2 separate regions of the Mus musculus genome follow, and region 1 is linked to region 2. The links are chromatin contacts, called in public promoter capture Hi-C maps. All regions are on one chromosome and are shown on one strand. Each heading gives the region's core, a stretch centred on a gene start, on an enhancer-like site or on the middle of the called end of the contact. The rest is flanking DNA. Distances are from core to core; before and after follow the strand shown. Region 1 holds the start of Elp1 (elongator complex protein 1). Region 2 holds the start of Tmem38b (transmembrane protein 38B).

Evidence for each region. Capture Hi-C pulls out chosen DNA fragments and counts their contacts.
Region 1: a contact with region 2 is called in a promoter capture Hi-C map of adipose tissue, with 5 times the contacts expected there. The contact joins the promoter of Elp1 here to the promoter of Tmem38b in region 2. A contact is called at or near these places in 8 of 39 promoter capture datasets (cranial neural crest, frontonasal cranial neural crest, hippocampal neurons and 4 more), 1 of 484 Hi-C or Micro-C datasets (CD4 T cells), 3 of 115 datasets of contacts at active chromatin or transcription factors (astrocytes, embryonic forebrain and pro-B cells) and 1 of 9 other capture datasets (adipose tissue).

What each region holds. Positions count from the first base shown.
Region 1 is chr4:56,801,061-56,803,772 of GRCm38.p6, forward strand. Elp1 (elongator complex protein 1) reads right to left here and starts at 1,271. Exons shown (of 37, transcript NM_026079.3): 1 at 1,099-1,271. It overlaps Abitram (actin binding transcription modulator), which reads left to right and starts at 1,269. Exons shown (of 6, transcript NM_001081420.1): 1 at 1,269-1,666; 2 at 2,536-2,587. The coding sequence starts at 1,552.
Region 2 is chr4:53,824,744-53,827,899 of GRCm38.p6, forward strand. It overlaps Tmem38b (transmembrane protein 38B), which reads left to right and starts at 1,302. Exons shown (of 6, transcript NM_028053.2): 1 at 1,302-1,477. The coding sequence starts at 1,366.

The DNA of each region.
Region 1 (2,712 bases), core at 21-2,520, 3.0 Mb after region 2:
CTCTAATGCCCCAATTCTTTTAGCATGAAAACCGACTTCTCTAAATTGTCATTCTGACACTGCTCACTCATTTAACTTTTTGGAGTTACACAGTCCTGTAGTTTTCTCAATGCTTTCAAAGTTAGGAAACATCTTCCAAATGTTTCTAGGATCATAATCTGCTAACAGCCTTCCTTTGGCACCTCCAACTGCACCTCCCTTGACTCCACCCACACATGTTCTAAGAGGTGCTTTCATACAACTTTGATCATGTCCCAAAATTCTGACCATTGATCCACTTTCTCCCCTACCTTCAGGCTTGGTAGCTCACTAAAGGGAAGATTAGATAAACCTATATACCTTGTAAATGAACAAGACCAAACTAAACATTAAACTCACATTAAAATCAATCCTGATATTATCATAAGCTGACCCTTACAAGCATATGAAATGCAACCTGAAAAACAGAGAACCTGCTGATCTCTTATCAAATAATAGCTCATCCTGGCTTGGGACTTATTGTCATCTCTGTTTCCACAAACTAAAATTTGTCTTTGTCTCTTTTTCTTTCACTTACACATCGAGATATTTGCTGGTTATATATCATGGTTCTCAATACGCAAACGAATCCTTTACACAATACCTAAGATCCGTTATGTGACTTACAACAAAACCTTGCCAAATGTTAGGCCCTAAAGACAAAAGACTATAAAATCACAGCCATCACAGAAATCCCGGCTTAGGTACACCAGGTAGGGAAGCACGAGATACACTACTTCATAGAAAAGTCCCAAATGCGAGCGAGAAGGGACCCGCAGCACAGCACAGAGGCCTCTATTTACCTATCACCTTCCACGACAAGCTGGTAGAGGTTTTATCTACACGCTACAAGGAAACCCGCAATTGGGGTACCGGACCCTCATCCCTCGCAGCGCCCCAAGACGGCCCCGGGGAAAACGTGTACAGAAAGCATCCGAAACTCGAAGAAAGAAGAGGTCCACGCCCGGCCCGCCGGCGCGCGCAGGCAGAAGCGCGTGCATCTCCCCTGCACCAGAACAGCCCTGGACAGCAAGACCAGGCCGCACACAGCGGCTCGGACTGGGACGGGCGAATGCTCACCTACGACGCCCTCGAGGCGGCTCCGAGCCCTCACGGCGCACTGGGTTTGGAAAGGAACCGCCGATGCACACGGGAGACGAGAAACACGATCCACTGAAGGGCGAAACACGCCAGGTAGCACCAGAAAGGCGGCGCGGACGTGGCGTCACCCGCGAGGCGCGCTGAGTGACGTCACCGGGTGGGTGTGGCCAGACGCGCCTCCTCAGGAGCTCGAGGGTGCTCAGAGGGTCCAGGGGATCGGGGAGCCCTCACCCGGCAGAGGCAGGACCTTGCTGTCTGCTGTCCCTCAGCTCTTTGACACCCGGTTGTTTTTGCCCCACAGTTGGGCTTTGGCCCAGGATCACAGGTGACTGGGGTCGGGGAGGGAGTTTGGCCGCCAGCCGGGGAGTCGCGCGCGTGCGCACGACACCAACCGGCTCCCACGCGCCGGAACTACGCTCCTGGACTAGAGGGATGGAAGAGCTCCGCTGCCCCGAAGCCAAGCTGGCGCCACCAGAGGTAGTCATAGCTACCGAAGCCCCGCCACCCTCCCTTGTGGATCGATACTTCACTCGCTGGTATAAAGCGGGTAAGTGCGGGATGGTGGTGAGCTCCGCTTTACCGCACGGGTGCAGGCACTTCTGCCACGCGATGCAAGCCACCCGTGCTCTTCCCTGAGCATCCTAGTCCCAGGAATACAGATTTGCGCTGATGAAGAGCTAAAATAGGCGCTTTCCTTCGTGGGAACCGCAGCGCCATGTGTGGGTTGTTTGCAGGAAAGGACGTGAACTAAACTAAGGAACTCCGCGTTGGTCTATCTGGGCTTTCCCCACACTACTAAGGGTTGGTGTGCTTGGAGGGATCAATCCTACGCCGAACCGGGAAGAAACCTTAGGCATGGAGAGAAAAATTAAGAAATGTTAAGGAAGCAGTATCTAGTGTTAAGAAGAAACTGTGCATATTGTCCACTGGACGTTTGAAATAGGCTTCTCTGGTGTTCGTTCTGCCAAGAAAATACCGATACCACCTTTGGGGATCCTCCTCTAGCCTCTATTTTAGCCTTTTTAAATTCAGGGAAACCGGTAGACCCACATATAATATTTAGGATAAGCATCCTAAATTCTCTTTAGGACTGAATTTAAAAAAAAACGTGTGATTTTTGCATACCATCAAGACAGCCTCACAAAACACCACCATAATGTCAGCAATGTGGCGCTTATAATAGTGTTTCTCTAGGTGTACTCATTTTAAAGTGACAAGATGGAGGAGCTAAGAATGTTACCTGCCTTAACACTGAGTAAAGGATTCTATGTAAATTAGGCCACTTAAAATACTTCATAGCCTTTATTTACTTTGCCCACTGTGCTCAGCTTCGCAATGAACAATCTTCATGAACCAAAGGAGGTAATCACGTGGTAAATGCCAGTTCAACAACCTGCGACTCATTTATTCCTCTAGATGTTAAAGGAAAACCCTGTGAGGACCACTGTATACTCCAGCACTCCAACCGGTAAGCAAACCGGGAATCTTAAACTATCAACACTTTCCTTCTGGTAGCTAGCCTGGTGCGGTCTTGGGTCGGGTATGAGCATTCATGAAACTGTCTTCTGTGGTGTTGAAACGGTGTTATAGGAG
Region 2 (3,156 bases), core at 52-2,551:
AAAAAGAAATGTTTCCCTGTAAAAAGTGTTTGCTTAGAAAAGCAGATCAAAAAGTATTTAATCAAGGCTATTGTTTCTTGACAAGTTATGAAATGAAGAATGTTGCTACCACTTTCTTACATTTGAAACCTGGTGTTTAGGACAGTGGTGCCTCTGGCAGCCAGTAAAATGCTCGGTACAAAGCACGGGTGTAAATAACATTTGCTAAGTGAGTTAATACCGAGGCTAACCTCAGGAGGAAAAGGCGATTGCCCTTTGCAGCAATATAACAGTCACCTACCTGCTCCCTCAATAGCTTGTGTGTACCCATGCCAAGTAACAACATGATCTGTTGACATGTCAAATAAAAATGTGCCAAATTTACCTTTTTTTTCTTAAAATCCAGTCTCACTTTTTCCCTTTACTTTTAGTTCTTTTTGCAACCAATTTCAGCAGATAGCTCCTTTTCTTGTTTTTCAAAACCTGGCTCCTTTTGCTGTCATTACAGGTGGTGTTTGTATCCACTTTAGTCTGCTTGGCAGTCTTTCTCTATCTGTGGCTTTGTCCTTAAGACCTGCATCTACTACTACTACCTTTTGTCTTGGATTAGTGAATGCATTTCTGATTTCCCTAGTCTCTTCTCATGAATCTTTGGTGCTGGATTGCAACTTCAGAGACCTGCCCATCTTCTTCACCCCAACTACCAATTCAGCACATGCTTTTGATAAACAAGACTGAGGACAATGTAGCGACTGATCAAGAGCTTAAACCACCTGGTTTCACTGCGAAAGACTTTTATTTCTTTTACAACTTCATTTTTCAGGTTGTAGTCTAGCCAAAATAACTTCTAATATTTACAGACTTGCTTTTAATACCGTGTGCATTTCCCTGCAATGGTCTTCTCTAACCATCTGCTTTGGCGTGGCATCCATACTTTTTATGCTTTGTGAAATTCCGTGAGTCCTTAAAATTTTTTTTTCCCTCTGGGAAAATTCAAGTTTCATGGGGATATGGATAAAACATTACCGTTTTATTATCTTTCATATCTTCACTAAGTAATAAATGAGTTACATCGTGGCTGTTCAGAAAAAGAGGAATGGCATCCGTTTACATAGAATCTGACTTTGAGCGTTGCCCGTTGCCCCTTGGGTCAGCTGGCACTGACTGCAACACTGAGAAAATGTCATACCTTTTTTAGGAGAACCAGGGCCAGGGCCCCGCCCCTCGTTCCGGCTCCGGCCCCGCCCCCGTTCCGGACCCCGCCCCCCTAGGCTCCAGGGCGCACGCGCAGGGCTGAAGCTGGCGCGGCCGTCCCCTCCCCCACCCCCTCCGCCGGAGGGGAACCGGCTGCCGCGGCTGCTGGGGCCGGCGGCGTCGGTAGTCGTCATGGAGTACCCGTGGGATGATCTGACTCTGGCCTTTTCCCGCACGTCCATGTTTCCCTTTTTTGATATCGCCCACTACCTGGTGTCGGTGATGGCGCTGAAGCAGCGGCCAGGTGAGTGAAGGGGCCCGACGCGCTCCCGGTTCCGCGTCCTCACTGCGGGAGGCAGGGACGCCGGGATGCCCTGCGGCCCACCCCTCAGTACCGAGCACGGGACTCAGACGTAGGCTGAGGAAGGTCATGTAGACCCCTGAGCGGGACGTCTCAGGTGGGACCTAGCACCTTGCTAGCGTGTTGAACCAGGAGAGGGGGTGGCTTTGCGGTTTCTCAGTCAGCCACTGGAGGCACGGTCCGGGTAACAGTCGCTTGGCATGTAGTTCAGCCCTCTGTGAAACATGTGGGATGGGATGGGATTTTCACAACGTTGAGTTCCATGAACCATGTGACCAAAAAGCAGTGTTTGTACTCCTGTCTTTGACATTGAATGTAGTGGGTTTCCTTTTAAAGTTCCCCATTTTCCCATTATTTTTCTGAGTCTGTCTTTGAGTTCAGGCATTTCTCTGCCTTCCTTGTCCGGGAGGTGAAGGGTGAAAGTTTAAGGGTTGTCTTACCTTTTCTGGACCACTAATTCTTTAAATCCTTGCCTCATACGTTTTTGAGAGTTTTCTGTGTCTAACTCGTGGAGGAACAGGTCATCCTCGTGGGAGACTGTTTCTCTGATTAAAGAGAACTACAGTTTCGTTACTGCTCCATATCTAGAATCCGATAGTATCTTGTATTGACTAAATCAGACGTTTTCAAAGTGTGGCTCACTTCCCAGGTTCTTCCCTGTCACACACTGTAAAGTTCATTATTTTCATAATGTATCTTCAGAGGTTATTTATCCGTTCTTGCCTTTATGAGTGTACAGCGAAGTTTCCCAATGGCCGTGTGACTTAACAGTGTTGTAAGAGATAATGAAACAGCTGATGAGTCCAAGCATTTCTGTTTGAGGCTAGACATTAAGGAGATTTGCCTAATTAGATAGCAATGTGCCTTTTCTCACGAAATACTTTTTTGATTTTGAGAATAGTTATTTTAGTAAAGAACACATTATTTACATTTAATGCATTATTTTAAAATCCATATGTAACTGCTTTAAAAACTGTTAACGTTTCCAAATGCTAAATATAAACACCAACTCTAGGTCCTTCCTTGTTACTGGAGATAGAAGCTACTGAAGTACCCACCCACTGAGTAGAGCCCCAGGCCAAGAAATTTTAAAAATATTTTTAAAGGTATGATCTACATAAATATATTCGCTATTTTTTTATCACAAAGTTATATGATAAAAATATAAAGTATTTTATATTCCAAAGCACTTTATCCCTCTGTAGTCTCTTCCCCTAAATTCTGGCATCCCATTCATGCCCTCTTTAAATTTTAGGGGTCAGTATGGGTCTAAAATTTGAGAATCACTTGGATAATTGAATGCTAATTACCAAGGAGGGAAACATGTTTTTCTCCCAGTACTAGGAAATGATAGTATTCAGAGGAGAATGCCTGCGCCAGCATCCAGGGAGTGTGTTAGAGGACCTAGTAACTTTAAGAGTAGTAATTATTTTCAGTCCTCACCATCTTGCCATTTTCATAGAGAACCATTTTCATTTGCATTTTTCATGGTTATTAATGTACATGCTTCCTTGGTTTATGGGTCATTTGTATTTAATTCCTGTGAATGCCAAGTCTCTTTTGCCTGTTTATCAGGATGTAGATTGTTGTCTCATTTTATTGATTCTCTTTATGCATCATGG